Regions from separate parts of the Mus musculus genome. Here all the other regions are linked to region 1. A link is a contact called in public ChIA-PET, HiChIP or PLAC-seq, capture Hi-C and promoter capture Hi-C data. All regions are on one chromosome and are shown on one strand. Each heading gives the region's core, a stretch centred on a gene start, on an enhancer-like site or on the middle of the called end of the contact. The rest is flanking DNA. Distances are from core to core; before and after follow the strand shown. Region 1 holds the start of Tsnaxip1 (translin-associated factor X (Tsnax) interacting protein 1). Region 2 holds the start of Smpd3 (sphingomyelin phosphodiesterase 3, neutral). Region 3 holds the start of Slc7a6os (solute carrier family 7, member 6 opposite strand). Region 4 holds the start of Slc7a6 (solute carrier family 7 (cationic amino acid transporter, y+ system), member 6). Region 5 holds the start of Hsd11b2 (hydroxysteroid 11-beta dehydrogenase 2). Region 6 holds the start of Esrp2 (epithelial splicing regulatory protein 2).

The links. Promoter capture Hi-C pulls out the DNA fragments that hold promoters and counts their contacts. ChIA-PET counts read pairs in DNA pulled down with a chosen protein or histone mark. HiChIP or PLAC-seq counts read pairs in DNA pulled down with a chosen protein or histone mark. Capture Hi-C pulls out chosen DNA fragments and counts their contacts.
Region 2: a promoter capture Hi-C map of pre-B cells shows a contact between it and region 1, with 2.4 times the contacts expected there. The contact joins the promoter of Smpd3 here to the promoter of Tsnaxip1 in region 1. A contact is called at or near these places in 2 of 39 promoter capture datasets (embryonic stem cells and pre-B cells).
Region 3: a promoter capture Hi-C map of pre-B cells shows a contact between it and region 1, with 4 times the contacts expected there. The contact joins the promoter of Slc7a6os here to the promoter of Tsnaxip1 in region 1. A contact is called at or near these places in 4 of 39 promoter capture datasets (embryonic stem cells, hippocampal neurons, pre-B cells and 1 more), 2 of 484 Hi-C or Micro-C datasets (both in embryonic stem cells), 2 of 115 datasets of contacts at active chromatin or transcription factors (effector CD8 T cells and pro-B cells) and 2 of 9 other capture datasets (adipose tissue and pancreatic islet).
Region 4: an RNA polymerase II ChIA-PET map of effector CD8 T cells shows a contact between it and region 1, with 13 read pairs. The contact joins the promoter of Slc7a6 here to the promoter of Tsnaxip1 in region 1. A contact is called at or near these places in 2 of 39 promoter capture datasets (the C10 cell line and hippocampal neurons), 1 of 115 datasets of contacts at active chromatin or transcription factors (effector CD8 T cells) and 3 of 9 other capture datasets (embryonic stem cells, liver and pancreatic islet).
Region 5: a capture Hi-C map of embryonic stem cells shows a contact between it and region 1, with 2.3 times the contacts expected there. The contact joins the promoter of Hsd11b2 here to the promoter of Tsnaxip1 in region 1. A contact is called at or near these places in 3 of 39 promoter capture datasets (hippocampal neurons, liver and pre-B cells), 1 of 115 datasets of contacts at active chromatin or transcription factors (pro-B cells) and 2 of 9 other capture datasets (embryonic stem cells and liver).
Region 6: an H3K4me3 HiChIP or PLAC-seq map of embryonic stem cells shows a contact between it and region 1, with 11 read pairs. The contact joins the promoter of Esrp2 here to the promoter of Tsnaxip1 in region 1. A contact is called at or near these places in 6 of 39 promoter capture datasets (cranial neural crest, hippocampal neurons, liver and 2 more), 2 of 115 datasets of contacts at active chromatin or transcription factors (both in embryonic stem cells) and 2 of 9 other capture datasets (embryonic stem cells and macrophages).

Annotation. Positions count from the first base shown.
Region 1 is chr8:105,824,832-105,829,727 of GRCm38.p6, reverse strand. It overlaps Tsnaxip1 (translin-associated factor X (Tsnax) interacting protein 1), which reads right to left and starts at 1,984. Exons shown (of 16, transcript NM_024445.4): 1 at 1,901-1,984. The coding sequence starts at 1,941. It overlaps Ranbp10 (RAN binding protein 10), which reads left to right and starts at 2,520. Exons shown (of 14, transcript NM_145824.5): 1 at 2,520-2,778; 2 at 3,539-3,650. The coding sequence starts at 2,544.
Region 2 is chr8:106,335,645-106,340,540 of GRCm38.p6, reverse strand. Smpd3 (sphingomyelin phosphodiesterase 3, neutral) reads left to right here and starts at 2,576. Exons shown (of 9, transcript NM_021491.4): 1 at 2,576-2,729. It overlaps 4930506A18Rik (RIKEN cDNA 4930506A18 gene), which reads right to left. Exons shown (of 3, transcript NR_126091.1): 3 at 4,787-4,896.
Region 3 is chr8:106,208,885-106,213,780 of GRCm38.p6, reverse strand. It overlaps Slc7a6os (solute carrier family 7, member 6 opposite strand), which reads left to right and starts at 2,848. Exons shown (of 5, transcript NM_001007567.2): 1 at 2,848-3,062; 2 at 3,150-3,416. The coding sequence starts at 2,868. Prmt7 (protein arginine N-methyltransferase 7) reads right to left here and starts at 2,727. Exons shown (of 18, transcript NM_145404.1): 1 at 2,699-2,727; 2 at 1,210-1,405. The coding sequence starts at 1,304.
Region 4 is chr8:106,166,255-106,171,150 of GRCm38.p6, reverse strand. Slc7a6 (solute carrier family 7 (cationic amino acid transporter, y+ system), member 6) reads right to left here and starts at 2,297. Exons shown (of 10, transcript NM_178798.4): 1 at 2,197-2,297.
Region 5 is chr8:105,515,842-105,520,737 of GRCm38.p6, reverse strand. Hsd11b2 (hydroxysteroid 11-beta dehydrogenase 2) reads right to left here and starts at 1,992. Exons shown (of 5, transcript NM_008289.2): 1 at 1,609-1,992. The coding sequence starts at 1,873.
Region 6 is chr8:106,134,996-106,139,891 of GRCm38.p6, reverse strand. Esrp2 (epithelial splicing regulatory protein 2) reads left to right here and starts at 2,918. Exons shown (of 15, transcript NM_176838.2): 1 at 2,918-3,322; 2 at 3,407-3,535. The coding sequence starts at 3,125. 1810019D21Rik (RIKEN cDNA 1810019D21 gene) reads right to left here and starts at 4,492. Exons shown (of 4, transcript NR_040346.1): 1 at 4,271-4,492; 2 at 2,542-2,725; 3 at 2,348-2,423; 4 at 1,169-2,064.

The DNA of each region.
Region 1 (4,896 bases), core at 735-3,234:
TCTCTTTCTTCCTTCTTTTCTTTCTGTGAGTATTAATGTGTGAGCCATAGGGTCCAGGGGAGATTAAAGGACAACTTGTTGGTATGACTTTTGTCCTTCTACCATGTGGGATCTGGGGATCAGATTAAGGGAACCAGGCAATCCTTAACCTGCTGACTTATCTCTCAGGCGTGTGTGTGTGTGTGTGTGTGTGTGTGTATGTGTGTGTGTTCAAGACATGTTTCTCTATGAGACCAAGCCGGCCTTGAATTCAGAGATTCTCGTGCCCCTGCCTTCCAAGTGCCATGTGCCACTACTGCCCATCTAGGCTCCCATTTTTATTTATTTATTTATTTATTTAAACATTTATTTTATGAGTACACTGTAGCTGTCTTCAGACACACCAGAAGAGGGCATCAGATCTCATGACAGATGGTTGTGAACCACCATGGGGTTGCTGGGAATTGAACTCAGGACCTCTGGAAGAGCAGTCAGTGCTCTTAACCACTGAGCCATCTCTCCAGCCCCCTTGACTCCTTTTTTTTTTTTTTTTTTTTTTTTGGTTTTTCAAGAGAGGGTTTCTCTGTATAGTCCTGGCTGTCTTGGAACTCACTCTGTAACTCTGTAGACCAGGCTGGCCTCGAACTCAGAAATCTGCCTGCCTCTGCCTCCCAAGTGCTGGGTTCAAAGGCGTGCGCCATCACCACACAACCTAGACTCCTATTTTTTAAAAAGTGATTTAACACCAAACCTCAAGGAGGAATGCAAAATATTTACATTTATATCTCAATGGTGGTGAAAACTCGGTGTTATAAATGGCTGCAGGCAATGTGTGCTCAGGAGAATTTCCTAGTATTGAATGACCTTCACAGACAACCCATTAAAGTAGCAAGCAGGGATATGAGAACAAAGGGAGAAAAGCCCATACATAGGAGGAGAAACATTCTCCAAGGAAATATAAAACTCTAAGGTCTCTTTTATCAGGTTCTGCTTACATTCTACTGTGCTAAGCTCTGATCTGTCCATCTTGTTGACCCTCTCTAACGTCTGAGGGAGAAAACCCACACTGCATCTCTATAAGGGAAACAGTGTGTCACTACATGAACTGTGAATTAATATGTCACATAACCATCAAACTCAGCTTATAAAAACTACATTGTGCTCCCTTCCTAATGAATGAAGATTCTGAGTCTGTTTCATATTCTGTGTGTTGCTGGGGATCAAACCAGGTCCTGGCATGTTCTAGCTACAGCCCCAGCCCTATTACATATTTTTTCATAGACAGTAATTTTCCTGGATTATGCCTTTGATGGGAAACAGTTGTCTCTTTCAACCTGCTGCTGCCTGTTTCTCGGAGACTTTTTTTTTCCTTCAGGGACAATCATAACATTGGTATTTTCTGTCCTTGGAACCTCTGTAGGCTTATTATTATTATTTTAATTCATTTATTTTAAGATGGGTCTCTCCATATAGCCCTGACTGTCCTGCAACTCTCACTGTTCAACAGGCTGTCCTTTTGTAGCCTTTTTCTACCAAGGCAGCAGACCTTGAAAGATTAGAGTTGAGAATGAAATCACCTCTCTCGCCCTTCTTCCACTACTGGGAATGAGCAGGTGGGAAACTGAATGCTTCTTATAAACAGGAGTTGTGAGAATTTCACATATAATTATAATAAGGCACTTCGTTTTTTAGTGTCTAGCTAAGATCATCTATCTACGATAAAGTACACCTGCACTTTTGGCAGCTTGTAACGTTCTTACTGGACTGACGAGTCAGCCCCAATTCTATTACAACTGTATCGCTGATTCTGCGGCGCTGAAGTCCTACCCAAAGAACAGACAGTGCAGCGATCGGAATCAGTGTCATTTTTCTTTTTGGAAATATTCAAGTCTTCCCCGCCCTCAGCCCGGCCAGGTGCTACCTTGGCTTGGAGAAACTTTTACGCTCCTGTAGGTTGGCCATGACTTTGGAGCAGATGCAGGATTGAGCCGTTGCGGTAGTGTACAGTCCGTTGCCATAGGGACCAGACCCCAGCAGCCTCTGCGTTGAGGGCGGGCTCACAGTTGAGCCACGCCTCCAGCCCCCGCCCCCGTGAGCACTCTGGAGAAAGGCCAAGCAGTAAAAGTAGACCTGGAGCTGGGGATGGGGTATTCTGAGAACCAGTCAATACAGCAAATTTGATATTAGCTACAGAACTGAGGCAGAAGAATAAAGTGAGACCGTGGACGAGGAAGGCGAGCTTCGAGGTCTGGCCACTTGGCCAGTCGGGAATGGTAGTTCTCAGTGGTTCGGAGTCTTCGTTGTACTGGCTTGTGAGTGAGCAGTGATGTACTACATCTTCCGAAGTTCTCCAGGAACCCTCGTTGGCCGGCTTCTACAGCGCTATGCATTGTGGGATATGTAGTCTAAATCTGGCGAAGTATAGTAGTGTCCAGAGAAAGGTTGCCGGGACTCGGACTCAGTTTCCCTACGACCCTGGGATGCTCACGGCCCATTGGCTGAGCAAGGCAAATCTGGTTGCACTCCTCCCCGCCCCCAGTGACACAATAGCAGCTCCCTCCAAGATGGCGGCGGCGACGGCAGACCCGGGAGCTGGGAACCCGCAGGCTGGGGACTCCTCCGGTGGGGACTCCGGGGGCGGGCTACCGTCACCTGGAGAGCAGGAACTGAGTCGGCGCCTGCAGCGCTTGTACCCTGCGGTTAATCAGCACGAGACGCCGCTGCCGCGCTCCTGGAGCCCCAAGGACAAGTACAACTACATCGGCCTCTCCCAGGGAAACCTCCGTGTCCATTACAAAGGTATCAGCGGGTCTGGCCGCTGGGAGACAAGTTTACTGCGTCTGCAGGGAGGCTGTGCCCATTTTCCCTTTCTTTGCCCGGGTTTTCTGAGAGTTGGGCCTTAGCCCAGCGGAACGTCCAGAGTAGAGGGGTTGGTCAGGCCGGGGTTTACCCTGCTTCCTTTGCTCTGTTCCTAAATATTAGACTCAGAGACAACTGCATTAAATGTCCAAAACTAGACAGGACCTTCCACTTCAGGGCCACCCTTCTTTCCTGAGCTGGCTCCAATTTATGCTAGGCCCTTTACCACGGCTTAGTTTCAGTCTTTTTTTTGCAAAAAGAGGTGGTAACATTGCCACAGTAAGTGCATGGGCTGCCTGGCTGCCAGTCATCCCGGGACTGGGCTAGGCGCTGTGTGCTAAAGTTGTTGTTGGTGACTTCCATTTTTGCCACTTCCTTCCCCTGGGCTCCAGGCTGGGCTGTTTGGATTCTGGAGAGACGGACAACAGTATTCAGTGTCTCTCACACACTTCTGTTGCCTGTATCTACCTTGTTTTGTTTGTTGTGGAGGACAATATCTCTGTCAGGACTGTTGGTCTGGGGTGGAGATGATCTAAAGGCGGGAGGCTTAAGTGTTTACTCAGTTGTCTTATTATTCCTCAGAGAGTACAAGAACTTCTTCTGGCCAGGGAGGGTTGAATTTACCATGGCGTAGAGAAAAAGGAGGCCTTCATTTGCGTTTTTCTGGTGTTGACATTCCTTCCTTGGCTTCTTACATCAGGTCATGGCAAAAATCACAAAGATGCAGCCTCTGTACGTGCCACCCACCCCATCCCAGCAGCCTGTGGTATTTACTATTTTGAAGTAAAGATTGTCAGCAAAGGAAGAGATGGGTAAGCCTACTTAACTATCCCTTTCCCTCCTCAACATAGGACTGATGTTCCCCGTTGTCAGTGTTTGAAGCTCCTGAACTAGTATCAGGGACTGATATTAGCCTGCTGACCTACTTGGATCCGGGCTACCACTCCTCTGACTAGAGACACGATCTGGTCTGAACAGTGAGTGGGCTTTGAGAGCAGTGGGCACATTATAGGTGGAGCGGAGGGCACTTTTTTTTGTATTGTAATTAGATAGTCATAGATCGGGGTTGTAAGTAACAAGGTTACATTAACAATTCAAAGGGCAAGTGGGGTTTCCCCTGCTAGCATGTGGTGTTTGTGACTTCCCTTGTTTTCGAGGTTGAGGTTCCTTTTTATGGCACTGAGACAAGGAGAGGCATCAGGAAGCTTCAAAGGGACAGCAGAGTCTGCGCAGCTCTCTTCAAAGCTGTGGCAGCCACTGTCATCTGGATAAACAGTGTTCACACAGTCAAAGTCAGGTGACCTTGCTGCTCATAAACTTGTTTTTCAGTCCAAGGACTTGAACACCAGTTGGACCAGCTTTAGGAAGGTCTTATTAAAGTCAGCATTAGGGAGACTCCCTATTTTAGGGTGACCTAAGCAGACACAAGGTATCAGAGGGGACATTTGTCCTTCTCTTCCTTATTCCTCCAGTCTCCTTAATCCATCTAGTAATTGTCACAAAGCAGATGTCCCAAGCTACTCCAGAATGTGACTGTAACTATTTTGGGACAAGCTTTCTTTTTTTCCCTTCTTTTTTTTTTCCTCTCTTTCTCTTTCTCTCTCTCTCTCTCTCTCTCTCTCCCTTCCTTCCTTCCTTCCTTCCTTCCTCTCTCTCTCTCTCTCTCTCTCTCTCTCTCTCTTTCTTTCTTTCTTTCTTTCTTTCTTTCGTGGGGTTTCTCTGTGTAGCCCTGACTGTTCCGGAGCTTGCTCCATAGACCAGGCTGGTCTTGAACTCAGAGAGATCTACCTGCCTCTACTTCTGCCTCCTGAATGCTGGGATTAAAGGTGTGTGCGATCAGCACTACCATCACCCAGCTAAGGGATAGGTTTTCTTAGGTCTATTATGGGAGGATTGCAAATCCTACCAGTGGCATTCATGTGGACCTGAGTGTGTGTTTTTAAGCTTTTAGATAACTTTTGTCTCCTAACAACTGTCTCACTTATGTTGTGTGCAAAATGCCAGGTTTAGACGCTGAGCCTGAACTGAGCATGGTGTTGCAAGGCTGTAATCCCAGCA
Region 2 (4,896 bases), core at 1,327-3,826, 510 kb before region 1:
AGCAAATGGGTTTGAATTTCCCCACCTGTACCCTTATTAGCTTCTTCCTAACACCAGTAAACAGCATTTTATAGCTGAAGAAACAGGTCCAGCCCAGGGTCACACATCTAATCAGAGATAAAAATCAGGATTAGGACCTGGCTTCTCGACTCTAGCAGATTTTATTTAAGTACCCACGGGGGTTCTGGGAGAATCCAGGAACCTTAACTTTTTTCCTGTTTGGTACCATTTCCTGAAAATTAGCATAACTTTTGTGGGAGGGGCAATACTCGGAGTCAGACAAAAGGCCGTGTACAGGTAGGTAGGTGCTCTGTCAATCTAATTTCCTGCCCTAGCGATACTTTCAAAGGGCTCAACTGACCTCCAAGGGCTTCACCTCCGGCTTTTGGTGGGTTTCTTCGCTAGGCTTCTGTGGATGTCCACTGTATGGCATAGTTCTGTTCTCCCAACAGCCTTTGCTCTCACTGTATCCACAGACTTGGATACTGAGCTTCAACACATCCCATTTCCCTGTGCTCCTGGCAGTAATGAGTAACTCATCCTTAGTAATGAGGCTGTGTCTATTAAGTCAGCCCCAGTGGCCTTCCTCCATGATTTAGCCAAGATCAAAGCCCCTCTGCGAGGCTTACTCGAGGTCCTGTTAGGGAAGAACTAACATTTTATTCATCCTCTGCCCTAGCCTTTGTTCTGTACCGGGATAGCAGGCTTCCTTTCTTTCAGGCTCTGTTTGGAATAGTAGTCTTTCCAGTTACTTCCTTTCCCAGTGTGAATCAACTATGCACATGAAGGCATTCTTTCCAGAATGGTTGTGTTTTCATACACCCTAAACTTCTAGGACGATGACAAACAAACTATGGATGGAATTAATGAGACATCTAGTCAGTATCAGAATCTTTCCTGGGGATTCAGGAGGAAAAAATGCTACCTAGCAAGGCAGGAAATCACTGTGGAGTCCTATGATGCTGAGCAGAAGGTTTAAAGGCCAGCCAGCATCTTATTTCATGACTGACAGGTGAGAGAAGATCTTCCCAGAAAGGGAGTGGGAGGCAGGCATTTAGACATAGAAAGTAGGGCCAACAGCTAAAATAGAGGAACTGGTGACATTTAGTGGGGGAATTGACAGGAATAGCAGGCACAAATATATTTCTCTAGAACCACAGTAGTAGAAAGACCCTGGGACATTCAGACAAAATCCCAACCAATCCTAAAAGTATGAATGGCATTTAAACTTTTTTTTTTCAACCAGTAGCATCCTTCTAGTGAACATCTTTAGGAGTGGGAAACACCTTAGAAAATAAACATTTTTTGAAGGTGTATGCTGAAATCAGATAAACCGCTGTTCATTTTCAATAACTATAGGTAAATCTCAGCATTTGTTGAGTGCCTCCTGTATGTCAGAGGTTGTAGACACGGAACTATAAATATGAATAATACAGGACTTGCCTCTGCTTTATAAGTTTAGTTTCATGAGGAAGCTGGGTGTGTAAACATGCAAATCAAATAGGGGAAGTAGAGGCTGACAGACACAGAAGATGTGCAACACTCGGCAGAACATCAAGGAAGTCGTCACACATCAAGGCAACATTTAAACTGGGGCTTAAAGGATGTTGAGGAGTTGGAGGACGGCATGATGGAGGGGATCAGAGGAAGAGAGAAAAATCAGTACTCAAGGCTTGCCAGTTTCCAAAGTTCAGAACGATGCAAACGAGAGTGGAGTCCAATTCTCAAGGGACTTTCCAGCTTTGCTGTGAAAAGTGGATTTGATCCCAGAGGCCCGAGGAAGCCTGTGAAAGGTTTTAGGCAGAAGCAGCTCACTCTACCAGAAAGTACTGAAGGAGAGACTGCAAAAATGTGGGGACAAGAAGGAAAGGTCCTAGTGGCGCAAGGAATGTGGCCAGAAGAAAAAAAACAAAAAAAAAAAAACAAAAAAACAAAACAAAACAAAAAAAACAAACAAACCTTCAGTGTCAGAATTAAGGAAAAAATATAAAAGTTCAGATTGAGGTGTGAAGGTCTCCTCCAGTATCCTTTATCTCTGGTGGGGAGGAACCAAAGCGTCTCGCTCTCGATTGGCTCCACCGAGTGTTGCAGCGAGGCCGTCTCGTTACCTTTCTTCCTAGACAGGGAAACTGAGGCCCAGGGTCCTCAAGTAGAAACAGAGAGAAAAAGATAACCGAATCCGTCTTCCAAGACGCTAACCACAGATCACATGTGGTCTTGCAAGGGTCCCAAGGCCTGCCCCACTTCCCCATCCCCCATTCCCCAAGGGGCTGAGTTTGCTATGGAAACAGTCCTCCCACCCTCCTCCGCGCCTAGGGCTCCTCAATGCACTCTGGGAAATGTAGTCCATTTGTTTACAAGCCCGCGGCACGAGCCCACTCCACAGCCCTAAGAGACTACATGTTCCAGCAGGCAGAGCAAACACTTGGGCGGTCTCTGGGGGCGAGGTCCCAACGGAGGGACCGGAACCTCCCAATAGGCAACCTCCTGGGCGGATCCTGCGTCTCCATTGGCCAGAGCAGCTCGCGGGAGGCGGGGTCAGCGGAATGAGGCGCGGAGCTGTTCGCCGCTCCAGGTGCTGAGTCCGAGGGAGGCTCCGGATGCCAGAGCCGCGGTCGCTGTAACCATCGCCGCCGCGAGAGCCGTCTCTAGGAAGCCCCGGTCGCGAGGAGCTGGGAGGCGCCGCGTGCGCTGCCCCGCACCGAGCGCCCTCCTGTGCGCCACCTGAGGTGGGTGCTAAGGACTTGCTTTTGTTTTATTGAGGAGAGGGGGGCCTGGGGAGTTGATGGGACGTGTCCTCGCCGCACTTAACACCATCTGTCCGTGGAGCTGGAGGGACTGACTGCGGGCCTCTTCGTGGCCCAGGGCCTGAGGTCGGAGCAACCTCGGCTGGGTTTTGTCGTATGGTGAAAGAGCTTCTTGAGTGTAAGGGATGAAGGGCTGGAAGACCCTCTCTGGTCTCTCGTAGGAGAGCGTGAAAAAGGCTTGGAGTCTCCCTTTTCCTGCGCCTAAAGTCAAGGCTGCTTGGGTTGTTGAGGATGGAGGGACTGTTCTGGGATGAGAGGTTTGGAGATAGAGGGACCCTTCCTTACAACACCCCAGCTCGAGGCTGCAAACAGGCTGCAAACAGGGATTGGGATGTGACTGATGAGACACCTCCCCTCCTCTTAGACTCTCCTAGGTTTCGAGTTGTTAGGGAGACCCTTCCCTTTGCCCTCCTTTACATCCAGGCTCTCCCCTTATGACTTGCTCACAGTTGGGTTCTTTGTGGGATATTTGTTTTTGGGAATGGAGAAAGTGAAGGGCTGCAGGACTCCTCCCCACCCTGCTCCAAGCACTGATGGATGCTTGGGTCTTCTGTGATGGAGCCGCACCTAAGGTCTGAATAGCCTGGGTGTGGGAGGTGGGTAGAAGTGAGAGTCTGAGGTACCCCTCCCTACCTGGATCTTATTTCCCAGGCCCTCTCCACCTAGATCCAGGTCCCAGGCAGTAGAGAGTGGAGATCATCTCTCTTGCTCCGCCACACCCCGGGAATTAGAGCTCCAGCACCACGGCTAAGAGTCTAGATGGGCACCTGAGGGAAAGGACCCAGTGGTCTCCCTCTCCAGCAACCCGCAGCTCCTCCGCGTTCGCGGATCCTGGAGGGATGCTCCGCTGCATGCCGAGCGCGCTCCAGATCTGGACGCCGAGATCTGGTACCCTGCGAGCAGGGGTTGCTCTCAGGTGCCCGGCTTTCGCGCTCTGCCCAGGCATCCACGGGAGGACAAAGCGGCGGTGGCGGCACTGGCAGGCGTGCAGGGCTGGACTGCGCGAGGGGCGCGGCTGAGGAAGGGGGGCTTCGGGCGCGGCACGGGTAGCTTCCACGGAAACGTGCTAGGAGAAGAGAGAGCGAGAGAGACAAAGCGCGCTCGCTCCTCGCGGGCCCGCGCGAGCCGGGATGGAAAATCCCGAGGGAGGAGGTGGCTGTGCTGTGCTGGGTCCTGTGCCATACACTCTTCTCTGTCCCCACCTTCCAACCCCACTGCCAGTCCTGCCCCAAGAATGCGATGGGATTGATGGTTACTAGAGGCAGGACTTGTGACCACGAGGACAGGGATGACCAGGGACTCTACCTTGCAGTTGAGGGGATCTGAAGAAGCATGCTGACTAAACCCATTCAACCTCATGCCCTATCAGCTATATTAGGACAAATTTGGTTTTGTGGCTAGATGTGATTTTTATTGATAGTGGTGTGTGGGGCAGAGCGTGAGTGAAAATGTGACTGGATGAATGTGTCTGTCCATGCTCCAGTATTCACGCGTGTGCCTTGCTGTGGTGAGGCTATGCATATGGCTGGGGGAGGGGTGGGAAGAAGGAGGAGGAAGAGGAACCAAGCTTAGATGTAGAAGGTAGCAAGACAGTTATCCTTTTAACTCTCAAGTCACAGTTGCTGACCTAAGGTTCAACTTCAGGATGAAGGCAGCTTTAAACTGCCTCGGGTCCAACCTGAAGGACTGGCTATATTCCAGTCAGTGAAACTTCACAAGAATGTGACACCCTCTTTAGCCCTTTGGGCACCCAAATCTGACCCTGAAATCTTTATCAGTCCTCATTCCCTGGAGCACCTTATCATGCTGTAGGGGGCTGCCCTAATGACCAAAACCTACCTTATCACAACCACTGGCTGCCAAGGAAGATTTGGGAAGTCTGTCAATAGAGGCTGGAAGGGGTATATGAGCAGAGCTGGTAGAGCTACAGGGATATTACCAGTAATTGGTCACAAATGGAGACTCAGAAACACCAGGTACAAGCCAGTAATGGTGGCCACAAGCCTATAATCCCGCACTTGAAAGGTTGAGGCAGGAGGATTGCCACGAGTTAGAGGTCAGCCTGAACTATATAATGAGACTCTGTCTT
Region 3 (4,896 bases), core at 1,599-4,098, 380 kb before region 1:
ACCTATAACCCCTTTACCAACTGAGCTGTGCCCCCATCTGCCCTACCTACTTTTTAAAAAAGATTTTAGGTGCTAGAGATGGCTCAGCAGTTAAGAGGATTGGCTGCACTTCCAGAGGATCAGGGTTTGATTCTGAGCACCAACACTGTGGCTCACAACTGTCTAACTCTACTAGCCGGAGGTTCTGACACCTTCTTCTGTCTCAAAAAAAAAAAAAAGCCAATAATAGATGAAATCTCAAAAAATATTTTAGATTTTTTTCTTTTTTCTCTCTCTTTTTTTTTTTCCGAGACAGGGTTTCTCTGTGTAGCCCTGGCTGTCCTGGAACTCACTCTGTAGACCAGCCTGGCCCTGAACTCAGAAATCCTCCTGCCTCTGCCTTCCAACTGCTGGAATTAAAGGCATGTGTCACCATTGCCTGGCAAAATAGTTTCTTTTTAATCATACGTGTATGAGAATGCCCAGAGTGCGGATGGAGCGAGTTGCGCTGCCCACTGTGTAAATGTGTAGAACCATCCATCTCTCCAGTCCACTCCCCAAAGGAGCTCCCCCACGTCACACCTGCCCACTGCTGTTGCTGATGGGCATCAGCATTCAGGGCTTCTGAGCAGCCCGACCCTTTCCTGCGTTCCTCCCTTCCCTGAGCTTCTCTTTTCTTTCCATCCTAACTTTCCTGTTGGCTCTCCTCAGTCTCCTCGGCTGATCCTCTTACGCTCCATCTCCATCTCCATCTCCTCTCTCACTGGGATGCAGCAACTTCTCTCAACCTCACCTTTACCGAGCTCCGCCCGCAAACTCTGTGTCTCCACAACTCGTGCTTCTGTCGACCTCTAGCATCACAGGAAGTGTCCAAACCTTAACACCTCCTCCTCTCGGGTGGGCATCCCATCCACCCGGTCATCTCGCCGGGAGGAATCTTGGTGCTTCTTGAACTTTCCCCTCTTGCTGCATTCAGTGGGTTACCAAACTCCTTCCTGCTCCTCCAAGCTGCTCTGCCTCTCTCACCTCCACTGCTTGCTTCTACGTTAGGACAGAGGACTCCCTGTCCTCTCTCCAACCCACTTCCCACACTGCTCTCAGCAGGTGCTCTCTTCTCCTAACAGAGACCTCAACTGCTCAGAAAAACAATCTCCACAATCTTCTTCAAACCTAAATTGACATGGAGGAGCCCTGCACCCCTGCAGCCAGCTGAGCAGCAGCCCTGGGTACCTGGCAATCTCCTGGTGGTAATCATAGTGTTCATCCTCCTCCAGCCACTCCAGGGATCCCGTGGTAGGATTGGCACGGCCACAGAAGACCTTCATGGTGCCAACTGGCTCCTCAGTGTTTGCACAGAAACGTGAGGCTTGTTAATTTACTTCTTAGGAAGATATCTTGATATCAGAAACCTAATCAATTATAATGCCTAGGATGGAGAGAAAGGACAAGAAAACAAAGAGAAAAAAAAAATAAAGAAACAGACAAAAATGTCAAAGTTACTTACAATTCTTTATTAATGATAACATCGACCTTCAATCTCAGGTCTGGAAGGCAGAGACAGGCAGATCTCTGTGTAAGTTCAAAGTCAACATGGTCTTCATAGTAAGTTCTAGGCCAGCAAGAACTACATAGTGACAGCCCATCTCAAAAGAAAATTAACCAGTATTTTGATATTTCTGACAAGAGTAATTTTCATTTTTTATATAGGATATACCATCAAAAACTATAATAAAAGCCAGTTGTGGTAGCTCATGTCTAAAATCTCAGCACGTAGGAAACTGAGGCAGAAGGATCTAAAGTTTGATGCCATCCTGGGCAATGCTGTGAGACCTTGTCATAAAACAAGAACAAAACAGAACAACGTGTCGTTGCATGTCTTTGATTCTAGCACTAGAAAAGCAGAGGCAGGACCATCTCTATGAGTTCCATGCCTGTCAGGGCTGCACAATGAGATTCCTGTCTGAAGAAAAATTTGGGGGTGAGGGGGGGCCTACAGTAAATATATAGGGCTGTTTGGAAGTTTCGCCACTTTTCAGAAATTCCTACATAATTAAAAAGGCCCCACAAGTCCATCGGGGTCCAGCCTTCAAGTGAAGGCAAGTGAGAAGGCAGGGTAAGCCGAGCAATGAGCTAACATTATACAGTAAAAGCGCAGAAGTGGTTATTCCGCAACAGATTAAGGACACTTGCTTATCTGTGATGTCGCTAGGGTTTCACTAAGAACACACTTAAAAATGCACTGAGGGCCACTCCAGTGTTTTAATCAAAAGCATGTCCACCTCGGGCACACAAACGTCTGGCGCTTCTCCGGGTGAGTGTCGTGAACTGAATGGTTCCCAAACTGCTCAGAATACGAACTGAGAAAGCCATCCCGAAGCAAAACCGCCCGAACGGTCCCGGGACCGAACCGTTCCCGGCTGGGTTAGGGGCGCTGCATACAACTGAGGTCCCGCCCGGTGTGAGTGACTGGGGCGAGGCTTCTGACACAAGTCCTGCGCCCGGCGACAGTCTGAGAAAGGACAGTCACCCACGCGGACCGCTGCGGCAGACCTGCTCAGGGTGCTTGAACCACTCCACGTGGACTCTGGAGCAGCCCGGAAGATAAGTACACCGGAAACCCAAATATCCCCAACGCCAGAGCCCTAAAAATGAGGCCGGAAGACCGACTGCACCCAGGCCCAGCCACGGCCCAACCTCCCCAGCAAGCCCAACAGCTCACCCGCTGTGGGAAGCGATCCACTCGCCGCCACTCCCGCGGCCATTTTGCCTCTCCCACTGTGGGTGGGGCGTCGAGGCGTAGCGTGACGTTCCGTGAGGCCCCGCCCGCTGAACTGGATGGACATCCCGTCGCGCCCCGCGCCTTCCCACAGTACTCCGCGATCGCCGCTATGGAGGCCGGCAGGACTGCGGTGTTGCGCGTGAAGCGGAAGCGCAACGCGGAGCCCGCCGAGGCGCTCGTGCTGGCCTGTAAACGCCCCCGGAGCAGCGAGGTCGAGTCGGCGGCTCGGGAGACGCCAGAGGGCCAGGAGGCGGCGGCGGCGGAGAGAAATGTCTTCCAGTTGGTTGCCACCGTGCGATCCCAGGTATGAGAAGGGTGAATGGACTCTTTGTGGGAGCGATCTTTGAACGCTGCCCGTGTCGCAGTCATCTCTTTTCCCGACGCCCCTCAGGAGGAGCCAATCCAGCAGCTTGTGCGGGCTGCCTTGCGCCCGTCCCGGAGCAGCCAGCTGCGTATCCGCCGCGATCTTCGTGCCTCGGTGCGCGAGGTCCGTAAAGAGGGCCGCTACAGGGTGGTCTCCAGCCACCGATCCTCGGGAACCTCGAACAGTTTGGAGCCTCAGTGTGGGTCAGAAGCTGTCGGGGATGCGGGCTTCCAGTTGTTGGACCTGGTCCACGAGGAGGAAAACCCAGAGGCTGCTGCCACCGACTGCCGCAAAGTGAGTACTGTATATGTCTGCTCTGCTCCCAAAGGCAGTAATGAAGAGCATACACACTGTAAGCTTAAGAATGGATGATCCATCTCTAAGAGTTGACCTCATTTTACCTGATTTCTGTTGTTGTTTTTGTTCTGTTGAGATAGTTTTGCTGTGTAGCTCTGGTTGACATAGTACGGGCTATGGAGCCCAAGCAGACCTCTGACACACAGCAGTTCTGCCTCCGTCGCTCCAGTGCTGGGATTATAAGTAAGCATGTGCAACCCACGCCCCTTAGGATTGGTTTTCTTTCTTTCTCTTTTGCTTGTGTCGTAATACACACCTTCCCTCCCAGCATTTGGGAGGCAGTACCATGTGGATCTCTGAGTTCCAGCCCAAAAAGGACTACATAGTGAGACCTTGTCTCCAAAAAAAAAAAAAACAAAAAGCAAAAAACAAAAACTTTGTGTGTGATTGATCAGGCCTTTAATACTCAAGAGGCATGGATCAATAGATCTCTTCTTTCAAGGCCAGGCAGAGCTACACAGTGAGAACGTGTATCAAAATAAATAAACAGAATTGATGTAGGCCTTTTGAAAGTGGATTTGGCTATTTAAAAGATATACAGTATTTAGAGATGATGTTAAACTGTCATTGCTACGAAAAATGAGGTAAATATGGAAGGAGTTTTAGCTCACAATTTTGGAGGTTTTGGTGCAGTGTATGGTCAGACTACTAACAATTTGCCTCCAACCTCCCTGAAGACGGGGCTCTAGCATTTATATATACCCTCTGAGAAGTTCCCAGAATTCCAAATGTCACAGAAACTATCTACAGCTGACAAAAACCACTTCTGCTAGGGCATGAGGCAAATCATAGTCAGCTGCTTTAGACAGCTCAAAGCAGCCCCACATCCCCACACCTGGGATTAAAACAAAAAAAAAAATAAACTGTTTCTGTGTTCTTTAAAGAAACCAAAATTCCAGACTTGTCACTACAAAGGGAACTTGCGGCAAGTGTTCTTCCTCTGAGCTAGATTCCTAATGTGGTATTTTCCTTTTCTTAATCTTCACAAATACTATGAATTAGATACTTTTATCGCCATTTTGTTTTTTTTTTCAGAAAGTTTTTATTAGCAAGCATTGGCTATTCAAAGTAATAGTTTTTATTAGATTTTGTATGTCTATACTCACTCCTGTTGAACCTTTAAAAAAAAAAGCCTTATTTATTTTATGTATGTAAGTACACTGTAGCTGTACAGATGGAGCTCACTCTGTAGACCAGGCTGGCCTCAAAGTCAGAAATCCGCCTGCCTCTGCCTCCTGAGTGCTGGGATTAAAGGCGGCTGTCTCTACCTTTTCTAATGGGAAAACCAGAGCCTTCATGTGGTTGTTGGGAATTGAATTTTAGGACTTCTGATCACTCAACCCTGCTCACTCCATTCAGCCCACTTGCTTCGGTCAGCCCAGCTCCGGCCCAAAGATTTATTTATTATTATACATAA
Region 4 (4,896 bases), core at 1,048-3,547, 340 kb before region 1:
ATTCCAGCCAGGCAGTGGTGGCACACGCCTTTAATCCCAGCACTCAGGAGGCAGAGGCAGGAGGATTTCTGAGTTCAAGGCCAGCCTGGTCTACAGAGTGAGTTCCAGGACAGCCAGGGTTATAGAGAGAAACCCGGGTCTCAGAAAAACCAACCAAACAAACAAACCCTACAGATTCCTTTTTATAAATCATTAAAACAAAACAAAAAAAAAAAAGCAAATAAAGAACAGAGTGGTAATAGTCACCTGTCCAAACTAAATAAAAATTCACATTTTTTTAAAGTTGTTTGATCACAAATGGGTCGGGTACCAAAGAGAAAATTATTCCTTACTTCAAGGAATTACTTCTCTGTTTTGGCCATTCAATCTCTACAACAAAGAATAAATTCTTAGCTACTTATCAAAAAAATATTAACTTATAGAAAGCATTAGGATACTATTTCCTCTTGTAAGGAGGCAGAGGCAGGAAGATCTCTGAGTTCAAGGTCAGCATGGTGAGTTCCAGGACAGCCAGGGCTACACAGAGAAACCCTGATTCTAAGAGCATCATTTACACAACTTTTATAGAACATCTCCACACTCTAGAATTTCCTCTACCAAGAAACTTAGCAGACCAGCCACATAAATGAAACATGCTTTTGGTTTAAAAAAAAGGGGGGGGGGGCAGGGACAGGCTGATCTCTGAGTTCAAGGCCATCCTTGTCTACAGAGAAGAGTCCAGCCAGGGCTAAACACAGAAGCCCTGTCTCCAGTGGGGAAGGGTATGGAGAGGGGATCAGGCTTATGGTTTCCATCTTTGTCTCTCTTTTTCTCTTTGGTTCGAGGTGCTAGAAATGAAACCCACTTGCATGGCAAGTACTGCCTTCTCTCTCCACCAGGGTGGTGATTTTTCCACACATTTGCCAGGAAAGAAAAATCAAATATAACTCAAGTAAACAGCCTAAGACCCATGTCGGGAAGCAAAAGCTATCTGTATGAAATCACAATGGAACTTGAACAAAATAGGAAGCCTGGGTAGATTCCTCAAGGACCTCACCAGGTAAAGAAGTAAAAATGACCCCAGGAAGCAGTTGCAGACTTTAAAATCTGCTCCCCCTAAGTCTTTAAATCCGAGATCGATTGGCTCTCAGATATAAGGAGCCAAACAGCTGAGCATATATAGCCTGTTAGATGAGCTGCCCAAAACTGAGAGGGGTCGTTCTCCCCGCCCCCCAATAACAGCGGAGATTGCATTCTCTCCAACACATAACCCAGTGATCTCGATTGGTTCCCCAAGACTTGTTAAATTAGGTGTTTTCTATTTATACTGACCCATTACACAACGCGGTGACCAGCCTTTTGGCTTGGTGTGCAGAGTAACAGAAATTTTCCGAACATTTCCCAAATATTTCCTGATAATTGTGACATGAGATGGTCCAATGAGACGACAAAATACAGGAGACACTCAAAAGAGTAAGAGCACCGTGTTCCCAAACGCCAATACCTCAGCACTCTAAAAGTCCCAACCGGAGTCAGAGGTTTCAACAGCCCCCAAGAAGCTGCATTCCTGCATTCACACACCCGCCCTGCTGTCTCTGCCCTCCTCACACACAACGGCTTCTTCCTCCTCCTCCTCCTCCTCCTCCTCCGCCACCTCTCAGTGCTCCAGGGAGGTTCACCCAGGCTCGCACGGTCACGGACTGCGAAGGGCTCAGTCCTTCAGCCTTCACGCCCGCTTCTCTCACACTCAAACCTCCTTCACCGTCTCCGTCTCTCTCAGGGTCGCACACACTCCAGAGCCACCCTCACGCCCACGGTTTTCCTCCTCGCACTCTGGGTTTTTCCGTCTACACACACACACAAACAAACACACACACACACACACACACACACACACACGGCCCCTTACACTCACCATCTCACAGTTTTTCACAAACAGTCCCCCTTACACTCGGGATCTTGCACACTCACAAAGCCACCCTCGGGGTCTCTCTCCCCACACACGCGCCCGCGCGCGCGCCTGCGTCTTCCTCACACGGCGGTCCACTCCAGGGATCCACGCTCCCGGCGTCCTCTTCTCAGCCGCCGCGTCTCTCCCGCGCCCTCCGCCCCACGCGGTTTCCGGCCCCGCATCCAGCACGCGGCCACGGAGGCCACGCAAGAGTGTTCGGCCGCACACCAGAACGACCCCGAGCCGAACCGGAGCCAGCCCCTCACCTCCTCGGCCTCGCCAGCTACCTCCTCGTGGCCCGGAGCTTCCAGGATGCTCGGTCGCGCCGTCGCCCCGGCGGCCGCTCAAGCCCCGCCCACGCCACGTCACTCGCACCGGATCGCGACAGCGCGCGCCGCCAGGGGACCCGGCTCGGAGCGGGGGCCCCAGGCGGCGTTGCTTCCGGGCACTGGAGCACGCCGGGGCCCTGGGCGATCCGCGTACCGTTACGGAGCAGCCTCCAGCAGGCCGCGCCCGGACTCTCCCCGCGGGCTGTGACTGGGGTGCGGTCACCCTCACCTGGGATGGACACTCCCCGGCTCCCCACGCAGTCACTTGAAGCCTCTGGGGCTCCACGTGAGGATGCTGCTGCTTGGAGCTCTAACGGGCCCACACACACCTTCTCCTCCTTGGCCTTTGGGGACTGCACGCCCAGTGGGACCCCAGACAGTTGACACAAAGAGCTCTGGACCGCCTCCCTATCTAGATAACTGCCTCCCTTCAGCCCGGGAACCCAGGAAGAAATACACTCCCGGGACCGGTGCTCTGACACTCAGTTCAGACTCCATTAGACCCAGGAAGGCTGCCACTTCTGGCTCTCTTCGCTTTGTCCTGGTCTCCCCCGACCCTGCTGACACCCCTCTTGGGGATGCTGGGACATCCTGACCTTTTCTTCTCCCGTTGGTTGCTCCTCTATCTCCTTTTAGGTTATCTTTTTCCTCTAGTGGCGCTGGCGTTCATTCTAAGACTTCCTGCCTTTTATATTCCACCGGACCTTCTAACAACTGACCAGTCTGGCAGGGATAAATATAGTCTAACGAGACAGTTGTGCTTTTCTCGTAGGCTATCAGACTTTAAAAACAAAACAAAACAAAAAAAAAAAAAAAAAAACAAAAAACAAGAACAAAAAACCCAAGAAATCAGTATTTCCTCCAGGAATAGCCTGCTAGGAGATCAAGTGGACGAAACATCTAAAGGAGGAACATATCTCCTGGCTAAATATTTACAACTTGTCAGATACCTTGAAAGAAACAGACTTGGGAGTTTGTTTGCAAGGGACCCCATTCTTTCTGCATTTCTCGCTTAAGATTTAAACCTTATTGAGAGATAAGTAGTGTGCCGGGCAATAGTGCCCATACCTTTAATCTCAGCATTCAGGAGGCAGTGGGAAGTCACTCTATGTGAATTCGAGGCCATCCTGGTCTACAAATCGAGTCCAGGACAGCCAGGGTTCTGTTACACTTAAACTTTGGAAAAACCAAATAATTAACTAAACCTCTCCTAAAGTGCTCTCCTTCCTCCTTCCTGATGAATGAAAAAAACAGGGACATGATCACTCCTAGGTATGGTTGAAGAGAAGGTTTTTTGTTTTTTGTTTTTTGAGACAGGGTTTCTCTGTATAGCCCTGGCTGTCCTGGAACTCACTCTGTAGACCAGGCTGGCCTCAGACTCAGAAATCCACCTGCCTCTGCCTCCCAAGTGCTAGAATTAAAGGCATTGCACCACCACTGCCCGGCGAAGAGAAGGTTTTTATTGTAGCTATTAGGGAGAGCACAGCCAGAGGCATTTGGAAGAATCCAGCCTGAACATAGCCAACAGGATAGACCAGGCCATGAGAGGTGACAGGGTGGGGGAAAGCAGGAAAAGAGAGAGAGAGAGAGAGAGAGAGAGAGAGAGAGAGAGAGAGAGAGAGCAAGCAAATGAATGAAGAGAGGTGGCAAGGACCAAGAGGCCATGAGAAGAACCAAGAGAACACTTAGCCAAAATGTCAGAGAGTATACAGGAAAGAGAAGCTGGTGAGAAATACTAATTCTTTTTTTTTTTTCTTTTGGTTTTTCTAGACAGGGTTTCTCTGTATAGCTCTGGCTGTCCTAGAACTCACTTTGTAGACCAGGCTGGCCTCGAACTCAGAAATCTGCCTGCCTCTGCTTCCTGAGTGCTGGGATTAAAGGCTTGCGCCACCACACCTGGCTCGAGAAATACTAATACAATTTCTTGATTGGGTAGTAACAGAGCCTGGCCTCGTCCACTTTAACATGTTAATAGGAACCACACAGCCTTTGGTCCCAGGTTTCTTAGGAAGTTAACAACCTATAGGCGTAGGATGCAGTCCTTGAGGACCCCTTGTTGGTGCTGCCCCTTTTGGGTTCTCGTCTTCGAAACCTTGATCAGTCTCTGACGCAGCTCAAAGGGGCCCTGAGTTCAGGCTCCAGCTCCAAAGAAGGAGCATGGCAGGAATCCAACAGATCTGAGGATGAGGGAGGCTCCCCAGCACAAGCCAGCAGCCAGACTCTGATTCCCTAGCAAGAGGAAGGGTAGTACGGGGGGTGAGGGGTGGGGAGCAGGATATGAGACCACCAATACTTCTTTGATGTAAGCTCCCTACCCCACCTGAGAAACGCCATTACCAAGAGATCCACAATGAGTCAGGCAGTGACTATTAGAATTTGGGGAGGGGAAACTGCTGTAGGTATTGCAGCCTGGGCAGCAGCTGGACACCCTTACATCCTTACACACCTTCTGGAAGAATAAGTGAGCCTGCATAGATTTAGGTCAGTTGAGCCTGACCCTTCACTTATGGAATCAGTCCCTCCAGCATCGCCTCTCCATTCAATAAGAGCCACCCATTTGTCCTTGCAATAGCTATATATAGAAATCTGGCTTCCAGTGATTGCTGTCTCCCATCCACATAGGGAATCTGCTGAGCC
Region 5 (4,896 bases), core at 743-3,242, 310 kb after region 1:
AGTGCTCTTGCTGCTTGGTGGTGACTCGGAAAACCCCAGAGTTTTCAGGCATCAGGAAGCTAGAAGCCAACTTCCAGTGCTTACACGGGAGTAGGCTGGGGCCAAATTCTCTTCTCCCAAACACTGAGGTTTGCAGAGATGGAAGGAGCCTGGGGCACAGAAAGCATCCCTCTTCTCACCTCTTGCTCAGGCTCAAGACTAGACCAGTAGCAAAGACCTGAGGTGAGATCTCAGGATGCCCCAGCTGTATCAGTAGAACCTGAAGTGGCATAGGATCTGGTGAAAGCCGCTCACACAGGACAGGAAGAGATCTGTTCCATGTTTGAAGGCAGAGCCTATAACGAGTCCCTGCTTCATTTCAAGGGAATTCAGTAGCTTTCCTTCCTCAGGCTCCTGAAAGGGGGGGGGGGGGGGGGCTTGCCGTGGCTTCACACTCACTCTGGAAGTCTCTTCCATATCACCTGAGTCCTACTCAACCTCCACCCTCTCTTCCGAAGCCATATCACCTTAGTGCAATCTGGTTTCTCACCTGACATTCGGGTCTCCTCCCAAGGAAACTTCACATCCCCCCCCCCCCCCAGCCAGACTGGTTATTGACTGTCCCCTTCCCAAACCGTGCTTATTTCTTTCTGTCTTAAACCTTTGTCTCACGCCCTTTCTAGGATCCAAGACACCTTTCAGATTCCACCTGTCACTACCCAACTCCCTCCAAGGTCCAGTTCAAGGATTTCCTCCTAAAGTCTCCCGGCCCTATCCTATCATGCAGACCACCCATAAAGGACCAAGACCTCCAAGAAGCCATGGTGGTTGGGGGAGAAACAGCTGCCCCTCCCCCCATGCAATGGACCAATGCCCCCTGGCCTTCCTCCCCCTCCCCATTTCCTGCTGGGTCTGCAGCCCCCCTCCCCTCCCCTTCCCTCCTGATGACAGATTTATTCCCTGCTCCAGACAAAGAAAGCACAGGCAGGCACTAGAGACACCTGAGTCCAGCTCTCTGAGGACCCTTTCCTGGGCACCCAGGGCTGGGCAGGATGAGGTGTTAGGTGTAGACTGCAGGCGGCTGCAGTTTTGGCAGTGGGTAGCTGGATCTAAGAAGCAGCTACTCTCCAGCTGCTGTGAACTCAGGCGGTTCTGAACTCCAAGGATTCCAGCCAGAGGAGGTCGGGGAGCAGAACTCACCATCTAAGCACTCTGCCCCCAGAGAATAGCAGATACTGTGTTCTAGTGATGTGGGGGATGTCAGGCAGAGTTCAAGAGATGGCATTATCCCCGTCTCGGGTCTTCTGAAGTCCCCTAAAGTACTGTCTTCTGCTCCACACCTGATCTCTTAAGGAGCTCAGCATAAACTAAGTTTCTCCTCTTTCAGTCACTAGTTTCCTTTGAGCACCTGCCCACTCTCTACTTTCTCACCAATAATCCTCGCGGTCGCAGGTAGTTAACCCAGACTTGGTGAGGTGCCCGGAGCTTCCTACTTGGCTCACTTTCTTGCGTTTAGAGAAGGACTCTTACGTCTGAGCTGCGGAGTTCCCCTTGATGGCGCCCAAGGGAAACCCTCTAGGTGTGCGGTCCCGCCCTCCAGCCTGGAGTCCCTGCGCTCTGCACACTCACCGGTGATGAGCACCGCGCGAGTGGCCACCGGCAGGCGAGGAGGGCGCGCTAGGCGGGACAACGCGATCCAGCCAGCACCAGCCAGCACCACGAGTGCCGCCGGCGGGGGCAGCAGGCGCTGGCACAGCCAGTCGAGAGCAGCCAGCAGGGCCAGTGCCGCCAACAACGGGCGGCCCAGACGCAGGTCTGAGCGCAGCAGCTGCAGCAGCGCGCGGGCAGCCACCAGCAGCCAGGCGCCGCCCGACGGCCAAGGCCAGCGCTCCATGACTTCGGGGCCGGGCTGGGGCGGGGCGGGGGCCTGGTTGGGGAGCGCCGAGAGGGACTCGAGGCTAGGACACGGAATGCAGAGGAACACCGGCCTGGGGTGGGAGGGATACTCGCTTTCTTTGCGGGGTCCTCGGACCCAGCTTATAAAGCGCCCTGGGGGCGGGGTTGGGGCGGTGCGAAGGCGGGGCTAGGGTGGGGCTTTCCTCCACTTCTATCTTAGCACCCCACGCCAGGCAGGTGCCCCCCCGCCCAGCCCCCCTGTCTAGATCCGTTTTCGAAGAAGCCGGAACAAAGTCCCCAAGTTGCATGAGGCGGAGCCGTCAGTCGCCAGCTTCGCCCGGGAAAGGGCCAGTCTGCCCAACCCTGTGCCTTACATCTCATTCACTCCTGTGCGCCTATTGGCATGCCAAGGACTCTGAGCCTCCGAGCTCAGGAGTGCACATCCTGCTCACGCTTCCTCAGGGATACTTAACACACACATACCACCAACATCAGCACCACCACCACCAACTTTCATTCAAGTATTCCACATTGCTGTGGCTGTGACTGCCATGACTTCCAGAACACTGCATGGAAGCAGCCAGAGTCTGCTGCCAGCCACACCCGCCCCCGCATGCAGTGCCAGGCATGGCCTTAGGTCCCTGGTACACACGCCCAAATGTGCACTCTCACCTGGGTAGTTCTCAGCCACAGCTAGGAGAGAAGGGGGGTTCTGTTTCACTTCATTTTCTTCCATAGTCTAGAACTGGGGATGGAGGGAGAGGAAGGAGGAGGAGGAGAGAGACATACATACAGAGAGACAGAAACACACAGAGAAAGACAGAGATGGAAAGGTCAATGAAGGCATCAAGGTCTCCTTTTTTCTTTAGCTTCATCTACCCCCTCCCCAGGAACCAGTTAATGGGAAGACCTGGGAGAAGGGTCAGGACAGGGTGGTCCCTGATCTGCTACACTGAGTCCCCAGGGGATGAATTAAGTAGTGTGTGGGTGCATTTCCCTCCCTGTGTGTATGAAGGTCCTTGTTTGTGTGTGGCCTGGCACCCTGCGCCACCCCCGTGTCTGGCAACCTGTGCCTAACATGCATGCCAGGGCTCTGGCAGGCACTGGGGGTTAAGTGCAGAGCGAGGAGCAAAGCCGAGCTGTGGAGATCCCTACGTCTGTGAACCCCCAGACCTTCCCCCCTTGACACACACACCTCCCCATTCCTCATCTCTATCCTTTCTAGGTCCTGAGAGGGTCATAGATTCCTTATCACAGCTCTCTGTCCTGCGGTTCATTCTCTTCCCTGTATCCAGAATCCGGTCCAGTGTTTCATGTAAACACTCAAAGCCCTCCCTTCCATCCGGGTGTGGGTTCCTGAAGAGCCAGTGAACTCTTCGGGAAGGAGCTGGTGTCCAGACTCTCTTGAGAGGAAGAACTCTGCATGAAGACCCCTGTTCCCCACTCAGAGTCACTCCTCTGTCCCCACTCAGAGTCACTCGTGTGTTTCCATCCACCCATCCTCTGTCTATAAATATGGACAATGGTGGAACCCTGGCCTGGGTGTCAGGACTTGCCTGAGTAAGCTGTGTGTCCCTGACCTTGGGTGTGTGGCTTTGAGTTCTTTTATATCTGTGTCTATGGGGTTCTATGCCCTGTGTCATGTATGACCTTATGTGTGCTTGCACATAAGTGTGTATGTGCTACGTGTGCTTCCTATAGCTTCTGTCTCCTCTTCTTGCTTCTAGGAACTCAGAGAAACAATCCTTTTCTAAACCCACTGACTCCGGTTGTTCTGAGTCAATTGTCCAGGTCAAGAAATGAATGACATGCCTTGCTTTAACTAAGTTATCCTCCTTAGAATCCAGCTACAGTTTTTCCAGCCTCAGCCACTTTAAGTACTTTCCCTAAGGTAGGAAAAAGAGAGAGAGAGAGAGAGAGAGAGAGAGAGAGAGAAAGCAGAGTCCTAGGGGGAATAGTCAAGCTTCCCCCGCCACACACACACACCAGTTCTCAGAGCAAGAAATAGACACAAGAGAGCAAGGTGGGGAGAATGGGAAGCAGGGCTCTACCCTAGTCCCATGAAGTACCTGGGGAAACCCAGGACAGGGAGAGAGGGAGACTGGCTGAGAGTAGATGGGTGGAGGGAATTGTCTTTGAGTAGGATGCTTCTAGAACAAATACTTCTTCAGGTGGAACTTTTCCAAGTCTTGATGAGATTGGTTTACCTGCCACACTTACATGACACCCCTTTCCTGAGAACCCCATTTTCTAAGTCAGGAGACCAGGGCACCTTCCTCCCAACTCCCTGCGGCCTCCTCAGCCTCTGACCCTTCCCCTTCATCAGGTGGAGGTGCTCTGGAAGTGGAAAGTGTTTCAAATAGTCATAACTGGGAGGGGCTGGCCCAGCCCTGTCTGAGGCTTGGTGCCAAGTTGAGCCTGCCTTGGAATAGGGAACTAGCTTCTGCCAGAATCAGGACTCTGGGTTGGTAGGGGTCTCCATGGAAAAGCAAGAAAGTGGAGCGGGACAGAGGGCAGAAGCCCTAGCGGATAAGGCAGGTAGCCAGAAGGAGGAGAACTCCTGGAGGCTCTTGGTCCCAAGCACTCAGACCACAGTCTGAATCCTTTGTCTCGGCTCCCAGCCCCACCCCCACCCCTTCGATCAGAAACCTGGTTAGCCAACCATTGCGTGCCGCAGGCGCTGGAGGACCAAGTGTCTGGAACTAGAAGCTAGCTGCGCTCTGCTTTGGTGACCAGTAACTCACTAGCACCATCTGCTGGCTTCCTGGGAGGGTGCATCTGTAAATGCGCACTACCTGGAGCTAGACATTCATTCCGAACGGTTTCCTCTGTGGTCTGACAAAGATGCAGCCCACTCTCGGGGTTGAGGGCGGGCAGGGGGGGTACCCTATATGATGCTCACCCGCGAACGAGCTCGCCTCTCTTCTTTGGCACAGTGGCAGAGGGACTCCATTTCCTGCCAGTGACTAGCTCTTTCACTGTGTACTACACCTCAACTCACACCATTCTTAAAAAGATAGC
Region 6 (4,896 bases), core at 1,669-4,168, 310 kb before region 1:
ACCCCAACTAAGACACACATTAAATTTAAAAATAAATGCATTAAATAACAACAAAAAGAAAGTCGTTAGGCATGGTACCACATGCCTTTAATCCCATCACTGGGGTGGCAGAAATAGGCAGATCTCTTAAGGGTTCAAAGCCAGCCTGGCCTACAAAGCAAGTTCCAGTACTGTCAAAAACCACTAAGTAAATAAATAAGTAAATAAACCTTAGTACACAGATAGGGTCTTAAAGAAAACGTGTTAAAAGTTGGCTTCAAGGGGTCGTGTAAGGAGTACAAGGTTGTCTATTAAATGATAGTGTGATTGATCTCATTACGATTTGTTTTGAGACAGGGTCTCTGTATGCAAGCTGTCCTAGACCAGGCTAGCCTTGATCTCACAGAGATCCACTGGTCTCTGCTTGAACTAAAGGCATGGACTACTACACTTGGCTATAAACGATTTTGTCGTTTGTTTTTCTAGACAGGGTTTCTCTCTGGAGCTCTGGTTGGTCTCGAACTCAGAGATCTGCCTGCCTCTGCTTTCCCAGTGCTGGGACTAAAGGCAGGAGCCACCACCCTCTGGCTAAATAATTAGTTTAAAAATGTATTTACTTAGCCGGGTGTGGTGGCGCACGCCTTTAATCCCAGCACTTGGGAGGCAGAGGCAGGTGGATTTCTGAGTTCGAGGCCAGCCTGGTCTACAAAGTGAGTTCCAGGATAGCCAGGACTACACAGAGAAACCCTGTCTCGAAAAAACGAAAAAAAAAAAAAAAGTATTTACTTTTGCTTAACTAGCAGCTCCGGGTGGGCTGGAACTCCTGTGGTGATTACAAACCCATCACCCTCAGCTACTAATCTTATTGGCTTTGTTGATTTAGGGCCTGGAACTTTCAAAACTGAGCCCAAACTATCTTGGATCTTGTAGCTATGAGTGCAGAGGCACCTCTAGCTGGGTTCCTAAGCACTTGAGAAAATCAGACTTGCAAGGTCATCCTCTATCGAGTACATGGTATAGAAACAAAACGGGGATGTAAGAGGGCTTGCTTGAGTTCTGTGCCCAGGACCCACTTGTGGAAGGAGAGGACCAAGTCCCACAAGCTGTTCTCGGACCTCCACCCTGGCACTGTGCCTTGTGCGTGCCTACACAAAAACAAATAAAGGTGATAAAGCAAAATACCAAAGACTTTGAAGTTCTGGAATTGTTTTAATATGGGGAATGCCTGGTTGAGAGAACCAGAGTCGAATGAATGGAGCCGCTCAATTCTGTTGACTCTTCAGATTCGTTACCTTGCAGAAACCTGGGAACAGCCGCTTCTTTCCAGGGGGTTCGGAACAGCCAGGGATTCCACAGTCAGCAAGATCTCCCGAGAATCGGGAGGCGAGGTCTACAGGTTGAAAGGGGAGCCTTGCTCGGAGGTTGTGGGTAGAAACCGATACCAGTAGCTCTGGGATAACTGGGTAGGGAAGCCAAGACTCTGCCTCACTGAACCTGAGCCTGTAGCGAAGACCTTGTGAAGTTTAAATAGTCAGGACGATGGGTTGCAGGGGTGTCGAGAAGGAACTAGTTGGAAGGGAGTGTCCTTACCGGAAAGCCTGGACTGACGCAGGCGCGCTCCGGAATGGGAGGGAGGAGGGGAGGGGCTTTACCTCAAGGTTTCACTGGGTTCCTAGAACAAATATTTGACATTCCAGGCTTATCGTGGTAGCGGGGCTGAGTAGGCAGGCTCCGGGTGGGCCGCCTGGTGAAGGGTCTCAGGGTGTGCGCTGCGGCCACTTCTCACTATATTGGGTCGCTGTGTTCCTGCGCTATTGTGTGGACAAACCCAGAAGGCGCACTATACATTCTAGGTCCTCTGGCTCCGCACGACCTTCCTTGGGCATGAGTTAGGGATGCACCCGGGCTCTGGGTTGCCTTTTATCCAAGACCGATAGGAAGCAGCCCGCTTTTCCAAACACACAAGGTTCTTCTTCAGCCGGTGGCATCCTGTATTCTAAGTCCCACGCCAGTACCTTTTTACTCTCGCCAGAGTACTAATTACAGTCGAGTAGGTGGGAAACTATCCTGAGCCCACAGGGCGGCCTGGAAACAACAGTAAGGGAGTTTCACCAAACTGCATGGGATGAATGGGACTCTTCTGAACTGGGTTGGGGGATGCAGACTCAACTCTACACATCTCAACTCTAGCCGCTCTCTGCTGGAGTGCTTTCAATAGCCAGATAACACTTCTATCATCATCCAAGAGAGACAAAAACAAGCAGGCAAACCCCAAGTGGGGTTGGTAGGCTGAACTTCCAGATCTCTACCAGCAGACACGGCTTCATTTAGGATACAGCTCTCTAAAGTTTAAGCACGATTTTCCTACCTTGGCACCAAGGCCTGAGCCTTCAGGTCCACAGTAACGTGCGCCTTGCACTGCCGGCACTACGCCGACCCGACACCTGTATGGGCACGTCCTTCTCTGTGATCTCTAGTGACCGCCCACAGTTCTAAGAACCCTTGATCTTTACCTCCCTCCCTTTCCCCAACGGATCTCTCTCACCGACTTCCAGTGGATACCTGGTAGCGCTCACTGTCGGCTTTTGACCCTTTGTAACTTCCATTAACCTCAAGCCAGACGTCGCGACCTTTTATAGTCCCTAGATTGCCTCCTGTTGAATTCCATGGGTCTTGCGTGACCCTTGCAGAATGGAAAGAGGCCTCTGATCCTGCACATTCTTTTGCGGAGGACTCAGAGTGCCTGCTAGAGAGGAAGTAGGAGAAAGAATGGATTCGTCCCAGGAGTCTCGCCGGACTGCAGCAAGAGGTGGGACTCCAGCCGGCGAGCGCACGCCTCAGCAGAAGTGAGCTCTTGCCTCCTGGGCAGGGTTTTGGCCCTCCCGCGGGGTTCCCTGGGCCGTCCTGATCACGTGGCCTCTCCGGGCCGCAGGTAACTCGCCGGAGTAGGCAGGGATAGGCAGCCGCACCGCCCAGCCCCAAAGGGCACCGCGGGCGGGTCTCTGCAGCTCCCACTACACCCGGCCGCAGGTGCCGCCCCCAACACACCGGATCCCGCCCAAGCTCGTCTGTCTGCTGTCGGTCGGTACGTGTGTGCGCCTCGTCGGTCCGCGTGTGTGGCCGAGCGCCCCCTTCCTCTGCGGCCATGACTCCGCCGCCGCCGCCGCCCCCACCCCCGGGCCCAGATCCCGCAGTAGACTCGGCCACAGACCCTTGTCCCGAACCTCAGTCGCTGGTGGTTTTGTTCGGGGCCACTGCCGGTGCGCTGGGGCCGGACCTAGGCTCGGACGAGACCGACTTAATCCTCCTAGTTTGGCAAGTGGTGGAGCCGCGCAGCCGACAGGTAGGGTGGGAAAGAGGGGACCTCGGGACGCTTCAGAGCCTGTTGAGGCACAGCGGCTCATGGGGTTACCCTCGGTGCTTTTAGGTGGGGACGCTGCACAAGTCGCTAGTTCGCGCCGAGGCGGCTGCCCTGAGTCCACAATGCCGCGAGGCGAGTGGACTCAGCGCAGACAGCCTAGCGCGGGCGGAGTCCCTGGACAAAGTGCTGCAACAGGTGAGCGTGGGGGCCCGCGTGGGTGGTGGAACTGCGGAGTGGCAGGGACACTACTTCGAGGGGGAGGGGAGGAGGGGAGACCTGGAGCGACGCGACCCAGTGGCACGGCCAGTAGGACAAGGTCTTGTTTGAAACTTTTGAGCGACTACCGCGTGGAAGCGTGCTAGGCCATTCCCAGAGCCACCTTACCTTCCAACCTTTACAGACATCCACTCCTGCCGAGGAAGTTGACAATAGCGGCTAAGGGATCCATCCCCCCGAGGCCCCTTCCTCTCCCTCCCACTCCCCCCGCTAGCAGAGGACACGTCAGAAATAGGGTCGAGGTGGGCTCAGGTTTAGCGGTAGATCACTTGGTCTCTGCCGCCTGCTCTCCTGGGAACCGCTGAAGCGAGGGCGTCGGGCGGTGTCTGCCTCGGGGGCAGACGCCTCTAGGTGAGGCCGGCTGGTTTAGGCCTGCCTGTCCCAGCTGACTGGCCAGGCGTGGGTGAGTGGGTGCTGTCCGAACATTATCTAGGGGCTACCTGCCCAATGAGCGCAAAGGCCTAGGCGCATGCCCCCTCCCATACCCACCCCGCACCCTGGCCAAGTGGGAGTGAGTTTTCCCTGTTTGCATTGCTCACTCACCCCATGACTGAGTTGTAATGAGTGTTAAGTCCTTTCCTCTTCTGACTCTCGTTCTTAATGAGAAGACCTACAGATGCCAGGTTACAGAAGGGCTCCAGGCCCACTGCTCACCTGGGAGGGTGCTGTAGAAAAAAATCTGGTTGCCTTGCTCTGTCGGCCTTAGATTGGAAAGTGTCACAGAATTGCCAAGGGAAAGGGCCGGATCGTGCTGGATAGCCTTCAGAGTGCCACCCACCCCCCTCTACGAGCAAACAGTTCTGTGCCAGTTGGTCGATGGGGTGTGGGTCAAAGCTCAGGCTGCTGCGAGTGGCCAAGTATGAAGCTCTGTCCTTGGTGGCTCTGTTCCTGGGTTGGTCGGACCAAGGGGCGGGGCTGCCATTGACCATGGGCCTTTTGGCCCTCGGGCAGGTGTGAACCTCCCCCACCTGTCTGAGGGTGGTGCCTGGTCCAGGACAGGTTTAACCTGCTTTGCTCCTCCCCTCCCCACCTGCTTGCCTCACTCCACCAGGTGTTTGCTCTGGCCCGACTCCAGACTCCTGGAGTGTGTTTAATGGGGGCTTGGGTTATGTGCGACTGCTCTCATTTGGCCTAGAGGAGGTGACAGGGAACTAGGCTAGGGGTGGGGATTAGGAGCCTGGGATTTAGGGCAAGGCCTTTTACTTCCCAGGCAGGGTAGGGTTGAACATCCTGATGAACCAGCTTTGCAGCCTGAGTCCCTCCCTCCTGCTACCCCTCCC